2 separate regions of the Mus musculus genome follow, and region 1 is linked to region 2. Evidence: chromatin contacts called from public HiChIP or PLAC-seq data. All regions are on one chromosome and are shown on one strand. Each heading gives the region's core, a stretch centred on a gene start, on an enhancer-like site or on the middle of the called end of the contact. The rest is flanking DNA. Distances are from core to core; before and after follow the strand shown.

Region 1 (3,123 bases), core at 313-2,812, 360 kb after region 2:
CCTAGCATGTACTGAGAGCTTAGGGGTACTCAGGAGCAAACGGGGGTAGCTTAGCACGCGGAGGAGAGGGCAGAGTGTACATCCAGGAAAGTCTGTAAAATCCAGCAAGACCAAGCAAGTGAACAAGGGAAGTGTAAGACCACGTAAGACCCTGTCCATTTGGAGGCCTGTGTAGTTGGTAGACCAGACGGTAAGTGTGGAGTGGAGAGGAATAGGCCCGAGGACCACAGTGTAGAAGACATTTCTTCCTTCAGGACAGTCTGGCAGTTGCTGTGTGGTAGGCACCATGCATGCATTGAGACTTGAAAGAATAACAGCCTAGACTCAGGGATTGAGGATGGTGAGTGATGTGATGTGAACAGCAGGCCCAACTAGAGGAGAATTTGGGTTTTCTGGACCAATGCTAGTAAGAAAGTCAGGTGGCCTGCAGAGTGGAGGTCATCTCTGAGGAGAAAAAGCCAAAGCAGAGAAAGGCAGGAGCTGGCGTGACCATCCCAACCCCTCCACAGGTGGGTGAACTCCCTGCAGCCGGCAAGGGTGACCCGCTGGGGGGGCATGATCTCCACTCCTGATGCTGTGCTCCAGGCTGTCATCAAGCGCTCCCTCGTGGAAAGTGGCTGCCCGGCCTCCATCGTCAACGAGCTGATTGAAAATGCCCATGAACGCAGCTGGCCCCAGGGTCTGGCCACACTAGAGACAAGACAGATGAACCGGCGCTACTATGAGAACTACGTGGCCAAGCGCATCCCTGGCAAGCAGGCTGTAGTGGTGATGGCCTGTGAGAACCAGCACATGGGGGACGACATGGTGCAGGAGCCAGGGCTCGTCATGATATTTGCGCATGGTGTGGAGGAGATATAAGAGCGTAACTGGCTGTCAGGAAGAGGTAGAGTTGGAAAACCCATTGCTCCAGCAGCTGAGCCCTGACTTCTCCCACAGCCCTTATGCCGCGGCTTGTACCTGAGCCACGTACTCCCTGCTTCTGGCATGAAGGACTTTGGGGCACTTAGCTCAGCCTTTCAGCGGAGAACCCAGATTCCTGCCTTTTGCTATATTCTTTCCCCCACAATGTCTGTAAATTTTCAGTCAGGGTGGAGAAATCCCCACTTCTGTATTTTCCTGACTAAGATCCCCTGGTTCCCAAATATTTTCAGAAAGCACAAAGAAATTTGTTTTCCCTAGAGGATCAGGGTAGAGTGAGGCATTTCTAATTGTCTATCTCTTCCAAAACCAGGGAGTCCCAGCAGGCAGGAGTCCCAGCAGGCAGGCTTGCTGAAGTCACGCAGCATTGAGAGCTGCTCTGAGGAGCCAGCACCTGGCAGAAGGGCTGAGGGTGTGGCCCAAACCCTCTAACCAGTGAGGCCAAAGCCTGGTCCTCACGCGCATCCCTGTCCAGGCCGCTGTGAAGGTGCAGGCCTTGATGGGTGCGCAGGGTGGCCCCTGTGAGGGTGCACAGGGTGGGTTGTTGAAATGTTGCTGAACTCTTTCCTACACGTTTCATAATTAGGAAGGGAAGGAAGGGGTGGGCGTGAGAGCACTGGTGTTCGTACACTCAGCAGGAAGCTGCTGTCTGGCTCTGCTGATCCAGAACGGCACTGCCTCAAGAGGGTGTCTGTGTTGCCTCGGTGGCCCCTCTTCAGCCCTGTGATTGCAGTTAGCTTGATTTCCTTTGGTGTTGTTTGTTTATATTTCCAAGTCACAAACCCCATCTGTTACCCAGTCTTGTTTTCATAGGATGGACTGGCTGTGTCTCTCTGATCTAGCCCAGCCACATTGTTGGCAATTTAATTTATTTACTTTTTTTTTTTTTAAGAAAGGAGAAAAGAAAAAACATCAAGAAAACTTAAAACCTTTCTTATGCCCTTTCTTTGGCTGTTCCTATTGTGGGATTTGGGTAGGGTGGGGCTGGTAAGGTCTGTTTCATGTGTTTCCTTTTCAGCATGAGCTCTGGTCTGATACCTGCTCTGACCCTCCCCTCCATCACCCTGCAGGAGCTTTGGCTGTGGCAGTCCAGCGTTGATGCCTGTGACCCATGAAGAAATTTGTTCCCTGCCCCTTTAGGTCTCCTTGTGAAACCCTAGAATTAACTGGCTGGCACATGTGTTTTGAAGGTGACTCTTCCATGTTTCCTGAGGAAACTTCCTGTTTATCTGGGTTCTAACCTTCACCAGCCAAGTGGGATATAAATCAGATGTCTCCAAAGCCAGGCTGACTACACTGGCTCAGTCAAGTCCACCCAAGGACTTGGGGTCCATTCAAGGCTCTCTGGGTGGCTGCTGGGTCCCCCATGGTGGCTAGTAGAGTGAGCAAGGAGAAAGAGTGGTGTGATTATTTTAAAAGCGTAGGTGGGAGTGTGATTGGAGAGGTCAGAGGGCCCCCCTTCACCATACTCTAGCTTCTCTCTGGGAGTTCCACTTCAGGCTAGCCTGCTGTTGGTCTCACTGGTTGAGTCGTGTGCCTCCTGTGGGGTTGGGATAGAAGGATATAGCTTGAGGACCGTAAGAAAAAGTTGGGTGTTCCAGCTCCAGGACATTGTGCTCAGGAGTTTGAAAAAGGCTGCTATACTCAGTCGGGTTACTGGGTTTCTTGTTCCTCTTTGTGCCTGCCTGCCTTGCCCAAGCTCACTCTGTCTATTCCTTACTCTGAGATGAATGATGGAGGAGGCTGAAGTTTGCTTGCCCTTTGCACCAGTATCTGCAGCTCTTCCATTGTGCTGTGTGCTGTACATGGTGTTCACTGCACTAATAAATCTCTCACTCAACTCTAAATTCTTAGTCACCCCCCTTATGAAGGATTCTTCCTAGCTTGGTAATGCACCTTCCACTGACCTCTGCCTTGAGAGACCGTCTGTCTGGAAACTGCATACACTTCACACGCTTCACGTTCTGTGCTCTACTGCTCTCGTAAGCCTAACTGCATTCTCTTCAGAGTGTCCCTTTAGCCGGAATTCTGTTTTCCTAAATGTCCTGCATTCGGAGGATGCTACCGAAGACTTTAGCACCTCTTTCCAGCGAGTGGGGAGCTTCTGCCCTCTAGGGGCTCCTGATATTAATGTAGGGAGGAAACCTGAAACAGCTCTCCTGCTGTTCAGACCTTGACAAGGACTTTCCTGGCTAGGGAGAT
Region 2 (3,141 bases), core at 599-3,098:
GCCTGGCTATCACCCTGATTCTTGATTCATGTTGATTTGTATAAGTCAGTGATTTGCCTGTATTCATTGTTTGCCTGGTGCCTGTGAGGACAGAGGGCACAGGAGTGCTGTGTTTCTAGAGGCCAGGAGATGGTGTTGGATCCCTGGAATTATAGGCAGTTGCCAGCTGCACAATGTGCATACTGGGAACTGAGCTCCAGTCCTCTGTGAGAGCAGTGCATGGTTTTATCCACTGAGACGTCTCACCAGACAGCCTCTTGACTCTCTGCATTACATCCTCCGATCCTCTTATTACCCTTCAGCCCCATATTTCTTTCTTCTACTTGCTAATCATATGCTGACATTCTTTTTGGTTCTTTTCTGTCTGAATTTTATGATTTTTTTTTTTACTTATTGCCACGCAGTGTTATCCAGTAGGCTGGCCTCCAACTCATTGTGTAGCCCAGGATGATTTTAAACTCCTGCCTCCCCCTCTCTAGTGCTGGTGTCACAGAAGTGCAACATCTTGTCCTGCATTGGGCTCTTCCTTACTTAGCAAGGTTATTAGATGTTATCTTAAGAATGGGGAGGCTGAGTCCAAGGCATGCCTGAACCACAGCAAGACTGTTTCAATAACACATGCATGTAATTGCTGAGGAGGATATGGGTGCGTTCCTTTGTTCCCCGCTACAGCCTTTGCCAGCTCTCCACTGTCAGACTGAGAACTTTTTTCATCATCATGCAGAAAAATGGGAAGTACTGGAGGATGCTAGGAAGTAAAAAGGTGCAATACTACAACTTTGTGTATCCTCATAGGAAGACCAAGGGCTTCCCTGTTAGAGCTCCACCCCATCCCCATTGTTGCTGGCAAGGATATCATTGATTCTGTGACTTTCCATCCTAGAGCAACACACACTTCTGGCCAGCCTCCACTTTCATTCAAAAGTCCTTTGAGACCTGGCATCATCTCCCTATAGGGTCGGATTTCGTTTTTTTTTTTTTTTTTTTTTTTTTTGCCTTATCTACAACCAAACCGAAGAAATGTGGTTTCAGGCAAAGGCTCGCTTAGCGTATTCTTCCTTTCTACTTTACTTTACGGATTTCTGCACACACATATCACAGCAAAGGTCTATTACTTCTGACCTTTCATTTTGTGTTTGAGACAGGGTCTCAAGGGGCTTCAGTTGGCTCCTGGAATCTTGAGCCTTCACCTGTCAAGTTCTGGAATTACAGGGTTCTGTCAGTACGTCTGCTTAGGGCAATTCTTTACATAAGTAGGTGACTCTAAATTACCCCTCGAGTGTTATAAATAAATAACCTTGTCTCCTCGATGCAGAACGTCTGTCGAAGGATGGGTCGCTTTAGTTTCTTTCGTTGCACGGATTTATATGATAAAGAGCCTCCAGGTTTCGGACCTGCTGGGCCGCCTGGAAACTTCCACCCTCACTACTGTCGAGGAAACCCCACGTTTTGGAGCCACAGAAGGTTCCTGACTTTCAGGACGCCGCCACTCAACCTTAGCGGCTGTCACCTAACTCAAGGTCCAAGGACAGTCAAAGACGGCCTAGTGCACAGGTTCAACGGAACCCCGCCCCTTTATTTCAACGTAGTTCCGCCAAAAACCTCTCCTACTGACGTTCCCATGGGCCAATTAGGTTTCGAGGCTTAGAGGGCGGCTCCTCCAATTAAAAAAGAGAATTTTCAGATTGGCACCAGTTTAGACCAATAGCTGATAAGCTCCGAGTTTTTTTACCCTATAGAAGCGTTAGTGGTGATGACGAACAGCAAAATCACCCAATTACTGTGCCTACGGCGGAGGTTGCCCCGCCCCAGCTGCAGGACCGGCGGAGAGGACCGCTTCGGCGCTCAGTCTCCACCCGGATTCCGCCATGTTGAGTCTTGTGGGGCGTGTGGCCTCGGCCTCGGCCTCCGGGGCCTTGCGGGGACTCAGCCCTTCGGCGGCTCTGCCACAGGCGCAGCTTCTACTGCGAGCTGCTCCCGCCGGGGTTCATCCTGGTAAGCGCCTTCCTGGAGGAGCTAGTTCGGTTCTTCTCCCCGTGACCTTGAGCTTGGGCCTATCGGATCCGTTCTCCATAAGGATTCCCGGGCAGCGGACTACTGTCCAGCCGAGGAGTGCAAGGACAGTCGCCCGTGGGAGCGTTGATATAACCAGCAGCGTCCCATTTTGTGAGGCTAGAGTGGCCGGCAGCTGCCTCGACCTTGAGGTTTTGAGGGGGATACCAAACTCGAGAATAATGGCGGTTCTGTGCACGAGGTCGGGAAAACAGTGCGGGTGGGTTCCCGATTGCAGCGTGCCCTTCTCCATGCCTCCTCCTATCTTGCAGGAGACTTAGTCTGGGCTCAGCTAACCTTCCCTCGGGGGATAAATCTGGGATTCGGGTGACCTTAAGCTGTCCTAACACCAACGCCTTCCAATACCTTTTTGTCTGCTAGCCAGAGACTATGCGGCGCAGGCGTCTGCGGCCCCGAAGGCAGGCACTGCCACCGGGCGAATCGTGGCAGTCATCGGCGCTGTGGTGGACGTCCAGTTCGATGAGGGATTACCACCCATCCTAAATGCCCTGGAAGTGCAAGGCAGGGACAGCAGACTGGTTTTGGAGGTGGCCCAGCATTTGGGTAAGTAGGACGTTTTAGAGGTGGGAAAGAGCTTGTTAGGCTTAAATAACACGAGATCGTGCCATCTCCATTCTGTGATGACTTTACCAAATGACTTTCGTTCTTCTGAGTTTGCTGAAGCCACACTCAGGTGCTGAGAGGGGAGGCCTGTTTGCTTTTGATCACCCTTCATTACATACTGTTAGGTTTTGGTGCTTATAACGTGTTAATGCTGATTGACAGGGGAGAGCACGGTCAGAACTATTGCTATGGATGGCACTGAAGGCTTGGTTAGAGGCCAGAAAGTACTGGATTCAGGGGCACCAATCAAAATTCCTGTTGGTCCTGAGACCTTGGGCAGAATCATGAATGTCATTGGAGAACCTATTGATGAGAGAGGTCCTATCAAAACCAAACAGTAAGTTTCTCTCACTGCATTTGTGAACATGGGAACCTTTTCTTGCAGTTGTACACATGGGGTAATAACTGGTAGTAAAGCAACATTTTCCTACAGTACTACTTCCATTTCTGTTGTATTCAGTTATT

Evidence for each region. HiChIP or PLAC-seq counts read pairs in DNA pulled down with a chosen protein or histone mark.
Region 1: an H3K27ac HiChIP or PLAC-seq map of microglia shows a contact between it and region 2, with 5 times the contacts expected there. The contact joins the enhancer-like site here to the promoter of Atp5b in region 2. A contact is called at or near these places in 5 of 115 datasets of contacts at active chromatin or transcription factors (acute myeloid leukemia, embryonic stem cells, forebrain and 2 more) and 3 of 9 other capture datasets (adipose tissue, liver and pancreatic islet).

Annotation. Positions count from the first base shown.
Region 1 is chr10:128,437,574-128,440,696 of GRCm38.p6, forward strand. It overlaps Rnf41 (ring finger protein 41), which reads left to right. Exons shown (of 7, transcript NM_001164237.1): 7 at 510-3,123. The coding sequence ends at 861. Among named protein-coding and RNA genes, the nearest start is that of n-TScga2, 19 kb to the right of the region's middle. Within about 2 kb of position 1,563, at least 47 of the 459 cell types and tissues checked have an H3K27ac peak or open chromatin away from gene starts, as enhancers often do. A contact at or near this core is called in acute myeloid leukemia, liver and microglia, where this site is marked.
Region 2 is chr10:128,081,459-128,084,599 of GRCm38.p6, forward strand. Atp5b (ATP synthase, H+ transporting mitochondrial F1 complex, beta subunit) reads left to right here and starts at 1,849. Exons shown (of 10, transcript NM_016774.3): 1 at 1,849-1,995; 2 at 2,434-2,616; 3 at 2,839-3,013. The coding sequence starts at 1,869. It overlaps Snord59a (a small nucleolar RNA gene), which reads left to right and starts at 2,684; the gene lies at 2,684-2,758.